2 separate regions of the Triticum aestivum genome follow, and region 2 is linked to region 1. Evidence: chromatin contacts called from public Hi-C data. All regions are on one chromosome and are shown on one strand. Each heading gives the region's core, a stretch centred on a gene start, on an enhancer-like site or on the middle of the called end of the contact. The rest is flanking DNA. Distances are from core to core; before and after follow the strand shown. Region 1 holds the start of LOC123166363 (lysosomal Pro-X carboxypeptidase). Region 2 holds the start of LOC123170092.

Region 1 (3,235 bases), core at 312-2,811:
CTTCGTTTTCCGCCAAAGACTTGCGCCGGCGACGACGGCCGTGTCGTGTCTCGCGCGCACGTACGCGTTGCGGACCATGCGACGGCGACGCGGCCGGTCAAATTCGGATCAGCCACCTTGTGTGGCCGGCACGAGAATGCCGGCGTTGTGTTGTGGAATGCTCTCGAGTCATTGTGGCTGGTCAACACGTTTTTCGCCCCGTTTATTACAATATAGAAAACAACACACCGAAGTATATGATCAAACAATACAATATAAGTAAGCAGCCCATCAAAACATACGAAAAAGCTTAGAACTAGATTAATCACTTCGCCTAGGCCCGACCGAGGACGCATGAGCAAGCGTCGCCGCTGCTGAATCCGAGCAAGCAGAAAAGGGTTTTCACCCGGAACCCTGACACATGAATGCCGGGAAGAGAACGACACCCCCGGGGTTTGCCGATGTCAGTGCCAAGCGCAAATATTTCGGCTCGAAAACTCGCTTGCACCACCAGGAAGCGTCCCGATCACCACCGTAATGAGGTACAACACAGCCACACCAGATTTGGGCATTGCCGGAGAAGGCCAGAGCCACCCACACAACCAAGAGGTGTAGTGACCACCGCCACCATGAAGCCTTCCGGAAAGACAATTGTGTAGCCTGTCATGCGGGGTTGTCGCCCTGGCATCCTCAGACAAAGTCGCCACCGACGTCATAGCATGCGACCGCCACCCCAACCACTCCACGAGACACGACATGGACAGAGAGGCATGAGAACACGTGCGAGGGGCAACCAACCCCTGCACTAGTAGCCAGCACATGTCGCTAGCCAACTGTGAGCCAACGCTACCATATGTTCTGGACACTCTAGATCTAGACGAGGGACCCCCCATAGTAGCCGGCACTTTCGACCGCCAAGCACCCACCTCCGTCGGCTATCCCCGACCCACTTCGCCACCGCAGCCCCACTGTCGAGGGCCGTCGTGCCAACCTGCACTGCCCCGCCACCACGCGCCTGCTGGAGGAGATCGTCATTGTCAACCTGATGCCTTCAAGAAGGCACCATCGGCACAACGCCGCCGCCTCCCCCGAGGCCATGAAGGAAGCCGCCGACCGCAGCCCTAGCCTCGCCGCACCCCGCACCGTCCATAGGCAAGATCTGGACCCCGCCCTCTTAGACATGCTCCATCCACCGCCACTGCCACGCCACCCGCTCCGCCAGCTGACGGCCATGGCCCACGCCGCCCGCAGCCACAACAGACGACATGCCGTCGGCGCCAGATCAGGCCGGGGCAGTCTCGCACACCACCACCTGATGAAGAGGGCCCACAGCCGCCGCACCATGCCAGAGCTCCAGAGCGCCGCATCCCCACGCTCGCCGTCGTGCCGCTGGGCCCCGCGGCAGCCCCGCAAAGCTATTCCGCGCCAGCCATCGAATGAGGTAGAGCATTTATGCACTTGCTGTCAGATTTGGCACGTCTCGCGTCGCCGGGTAAAACCATCTGGGTCCGTCCAGTGCACCCATGCCCGACAAGGCGAGCCAGAGACTAGTATATACTCCTTCAATGTACTAATTCAATGCGGCGCACGACCGTCTCGTCCCGGTCTCACGCACCCGCGCCTTCTTATTCTTAAACCACACCACACCACACCACACGAGCGGAGTGACGAGAGCGCGCGAGCGAGTCGACGGGCGAACATGGCCGCCTCTTCCTCGCTCCCCGCGGCCGTCCCGGCGCTGCTGCTGGCGCTCCTCCTCGCGGCGTTCGCGCCGGAGCTGGCGGCAGCGGCCTCCTCCAGGCGCCCCACCCACCAGCCCCCTCCTTTCCCCGCGGGACTCGCTCCCCTGCATCAGCGGCGGGCTGCGAGCTCGAGCGGCAGGTACGCCGCCTCCGCCGCGGCGGCGACGGACAACGGCACGGCGAAGCCGTTCACGGCGCACTACTTCCAGCAGGAGCTGGACCACTTCACCTTCACGCCCAACGCCTCCCGCCTCTTCTCCCACAAGTACCTCCTCAACGACACCTTCTGGCGGCGGAAGCCCGCCGCCGGCCCGCTGTTCGTGTACACCGGCAACGAGGGCGACATCGAGTGGTTCACCACCAACACGGGCTTCATGTTCGACATCGCGCCCGAGTTCGGCGCCCTCCTCGTCTTCATCGAGGTACCCTGCTTTTCACATCCTTCGCCATGGCTGATATTCTAAAGCTAACCATCATATCATCGGCGACCGTGCCTTGGTCCAAAATTTCGGTCGACGTGTTGATTCGCTCGAGGCTTAAAAAAGCACCGAAAAATCCAAAGGCGATTGCGTTGCGTTAACTGCACACCAGACACCATTTTCGCTGTTGTTTTAGCATTGGTAGTCAAGCTTAATTAACGCTACTAATCAGTTTTAGTACTCAACAGTAATTAACACTACTGTTGGACTTTTATGTTTGAAACTTGTGTGGGCGCTGTGCAGCATCGGTTCTACGGGGAGTCGAAGCCGTTCGGGAACGACTCGTACAAGTCGGCCGACACGCTGGGCTACCTGACGTCCACGCAGGCGCTAGCCGACTTCGCCGTCCTCATCACCAGCCTCAAGCAGAACCTCTCCGCCGTCGACGCCCCCGTCGTCGTCTTCGGCGGCTCCTACGGCGGCAGTAAGTCCCTCACTAATCAATGTTTTTTTTCTATTATATTCGTGCATGCATGCGACGTGGGGCTAGATCTGCCTGTTAGTTTACTTCCATGGTTGACTGGCTCTGCCGGCTCATACTATTGTCGCGATTAGGATGAGCTAATCTAAAACTGACGCTGTCATGTGGATCCTCCAAAAAACACTACTAAATAATGCTGTTGTTTTGTGGCTGTTGACTGTTGTTTCTAGTGCTGGCATCATGGTTCAGGCTCAAGTACCCCCACGTCGCCATGGGAGCCCTGGCGTCCTCTGCACCGATCCTGCAGTTCGACGACATCACCCCGTGGTCTAGCTTCTACGACGCCGTCTCGCAGGACTTCAAGGTACAGTACTACTTGAATTAATCACTACTGTGTTCTAAAAAAAGCTGGTCAAATAATTTCTGGTCGGATGGCCCACTGTCACGGTCAAATTATTGGTCTTGACTCTCGAGAACGCACGGCAGATTGACATGGACGTACTACGTCCGTCTGCTGCAGACTGATCCACGGTGTCTGCTCTGAGTTATTAGTAGTACTGGATTTCACTTGGTGTCGTCTGGTAGCATGTCTCTCTTTCCTGTAGCGTTATCAG
Region 2 (3,235 bases), core at 263-2,762, 400 kb after region 1:
TCAGCCTGCTTTCTTGTTCACTTTGAGGTAGGGCAGCGCACCCATCACGTTGCTGTAGTCGCTCTTGTTAACTTGGACCTGCAGCGGAAGATAGCAGTCTCAGAGGCATGCAAAATTGGCGCCGCGGCACAAAGTGGCAAGTTTCACAGATCTAGTGAAGCTGTCATCGAGTCATAGTACTACTATGCAGCTCTAAAGAAGCTACACCAAAAATGGAACATCTCAGAGCAAATTACTGTTACTATCCCAGTGGCTTAAGTTTCCAGACACCTGTGTTTTTGTTATTACACCAAAGCTCATGGTTGCTAATCTGTTGGAATATGTCTCTGTTCTCAAGGGACCAAATAATACTTTCAGCAGTGCATATAAGTCACTATTCAACATTTAGCAGTTTGCAGTAAATTAGCACAAATACAGATGAAAGGAATGGCACATTCTTCTCGGCAACGACCTGATATTAGCATCAGTTATGGTTCATGAAGTGTGGAGTGAGTTGAAATTACATATGGAGAACCAGTCACAATGAAAACAAGCGGGAGCTTCTGAATGCCAAACATCCTACACTATGCACATTGTTAAAACTAGGAAAGAGACAGATTCAACCGGTTATACTTTGGCCGAACCTGCGTGGCGCAAGGAAGGCACAGCTAAAATGAAGCCCTGTCAATCACGGTTGAATTGCAGAGCAATCGGAACATCACACCAACCAAACTGTCTGGCCGTGTTAGTTTGGGCAGTACTGAATTCACATCAATTTCTCACAACTGAACTACCATTAGCTGAACAAAATGGGAAGCATGTAGTTACCATCTTGGAGAGCCTCTTCCTGCGCTTGGCGTTCTTCTTGCTGAGCAGATGCTGCTTCCCGGCGCAGCGCCGCACGATCTTCCCGGTGCCCGTCACCCTGAACCGCTTCGCCGACGCCTGCACGCGCGCACACACACAGACCGGAGCAGAGGAAATCAAGAAACGCCCAGGGCGGCAAACGCATTCCACGATAAGGAACCCAGAGAAGAAGGCGAGGAGGAAACCTTGTGCGTCTTCATCTTGTACCCCTTCCCGGCGGCGACGACGGCGAGGGGGCGCGGGAGCGGGGCCGCCGGGGACAGCGCGGCGGCGCCGGCGGCGGCCACGGCCAGCGGCGCGCCGAAGAATGAGTTGGCCGGGAAGGCGAGGGCGGAGTGGGCCGGCCTCCTGCCCGGGAGGGCCTGGAGGACCGGCGGCAGGGCCAGGCGCGCGAGGGAGAGCGACATGGCCATGGCTTGGCTTCCTCTCTCGCGCGGTTCTTGTTGGGTGCGTCTTCTTCCTCTGCTTCCGAGAGTGAGCCGATGGGGATTAGATAGAGAGCCGAGCTGAGCGGATAGCGTACGGGGAAATTCACACAAGTTCACGTCACATGGGCCGTCGAAGCGGGCCACACCTGGACTGGCCCGGTCAACCAAGCCCGCGTCCATCATGGGCCTGGGCCGCCGAATCGTAACCGTCGCGAATGGCCACCGCTACATCGGCGGCCAGGCCCTAGCCGCGGCGGCCGGCGACGAGGGGGCGCCGGCCAGGTAGACGGAGGGGGGCTTCCGGCTCGAGGAAGAGGAAGCTGGCGGCGGGAGACACCCCGGAGCGGATGAAGACGAAGGGGGCGTCGGTGACCGCGTCAGCCAGCTCCCCGACGGCGTCCTGGGCGAGATCGTCGCCCGCCTCCTCTCACCAAGGAGGAACTCGTCATCGAGAATGCCCCTTTTCTCGAAAGGCTGTTCCGTGTCGATCTATCCGATGGCCTGCGAGTATCGGTGATCTTGGCGCCTAAGCGGGAGACCTTGTGCTTCCTTGATGATGATAGTTTCAGTTTCGACAGGATTATTCAGGTACTTCCAGAGTTCCAGTTCTAACCTGCATTGCTTTCTACAAAGAAATGCCATATCGACTGCATTTCTGGATGGCGTAATGTTGTGTTTCATTCTTGATAAAGGATGCGTGTGTTAATAGCCTGGCGACGATGGTCTCGTGGAACCTCTGAACATTTAAACATGTTATGTGTGTCGTCAGTTTTCTGACATAATATGTGGAATATGTGCAATTTCTGAAGAATTTCACTGATAATTTCAACTCTTTGATTCTCCAAATTTTGTGATTTGTATGCCTTTGATTGATTGTTATTGTGGTTTCGTAGCTTTTGGCCAGTAAGTTCATGTCAGATCCAGATGTACTGATTAACTTTTCTTCTTTTTATGTGAAGAACTAGACTGATATCTGATTGGAGAAAATTTGGAGTATGGTATGACTTCACTCTTTCTGTGGGGAGAAAATTACGAGACCATCCATACTCGCAGGCTTTGGCAACAGTCTCCAACACGACAACTACGTATTCAGTTTTGGGGTGGAAGAGAGGGCTCTGTGGCCTGGGGCGTGGAAGGGAAAAGCTTCGGAGACTGTAGCAACGAAGATGGCTCCGGGCGTACAGATATTCTGGCTACCTCACTGGAATAGAGGTACATGTTCGGAGATCAATTACTGTTTGCTTTGTTGGTGCTTTACCTACTGGGTACATATGTAGAGAATCACTGGGGCACATCCGGATTTCCAAACATCATCATTACTGCAAGCTTTGGTGAAAAGAAAAGGGACCCATCCAGTATGCAGAAAACACGCAAGGAATTGTGCCTTCTCCGGTTTGAAAAGGAAGGGTTGATTCTCATACCAAACCGACAAGGCTACCTGCAGACAATATCTATCTTCCTGCATAGTATGGCGCAACCTCTGCTCTGATCTGCAGTACTTGAAGCTTATATCACAACAGTCAAATAGCTGAAATCAAATTTCTAACTATCAAGCTGCTCCTGTCTGCTGTCAAGGTACGCACATGGCGGGATCTCCAAGCTTTCTTTGTCGGTTGCTGTCTGCTGTCAAGTCGTGATGAAATTCACTGAAATTTCTAACATGCTGTCGTTGCTGTGCATGCAGGCAGTGTTGACGCTACTTAATCCGATGGGTTTGACTGATTCATCAGCCGCTGCATCTCTTTCTTGATCTTGATAGTGAATTTCATCATGACTTCTACTCTTACATGGGTAATACTCTTGTTCAATTTATGTTCATGAAATATTTAATCGTTCTCCTTAATCTAATTCTGCTGAGATTTTCATGGTTCCATGTGTGTGTGTTTTAGACATCAACCTTTTATCTTAGTTGGGCATGTGATGTATAAATCGTGTGATCTCACTGCATGGAGAACGGATAT

The links. Hi-C and Micro-C count contacts between places; a contact is called where the count stands out from the background.
Region 2: a Hi-C map of leaf shows a contact between it and region 1, with 2.2 times the contacts expected there. The contact joins the promoter of LOC123170092 here to the promoter of LOC123166363 in region 1. A contact is called at or near these places in 3 of 5 Hi-C or Micro-C datasets (leaf and an unstated tissue).

The regions. Positions count from the first base shown.
Region 1 is chr7D:608,083,947-608,087,181 of IWGSC CS RefSeq v2.1, forward strand. It overlaps LOC123166363 (lysosomal Pro-X carboxypeptidase), which reads left to right and starts at 1,562. Exons shown (of 10, transcript XM_044584154.1): 1 at 1,562-2,143; 2 at 2,444-2,624; 3 at 2,852-2,985. The coding sequence starts at 1,679.
Region 2 is chr7D:608,483,450-608,486,684 of IWGSC CS RefSeq v2.1, forward strand. LOC123170092 reads left to right here and starts at 1,513. Exons shown (of 5, transcript XM_044587933.1): 1 at 1,513-1,862; 2 at 2,234-2,849; 3 at 2,959-3,065. The coding sequence starts at 3,045. LOC123168800 (50S ribosomal protein L35, chloroplastic) reads right to left here and starts at 1,345. Exons shown (of 3, transcript XM_044586666.1): 1 at 1,032-1,345; 2 at 808-924; 3 at 1-78. The coding sequence starts at 1,259. The coding sequence ends at 1.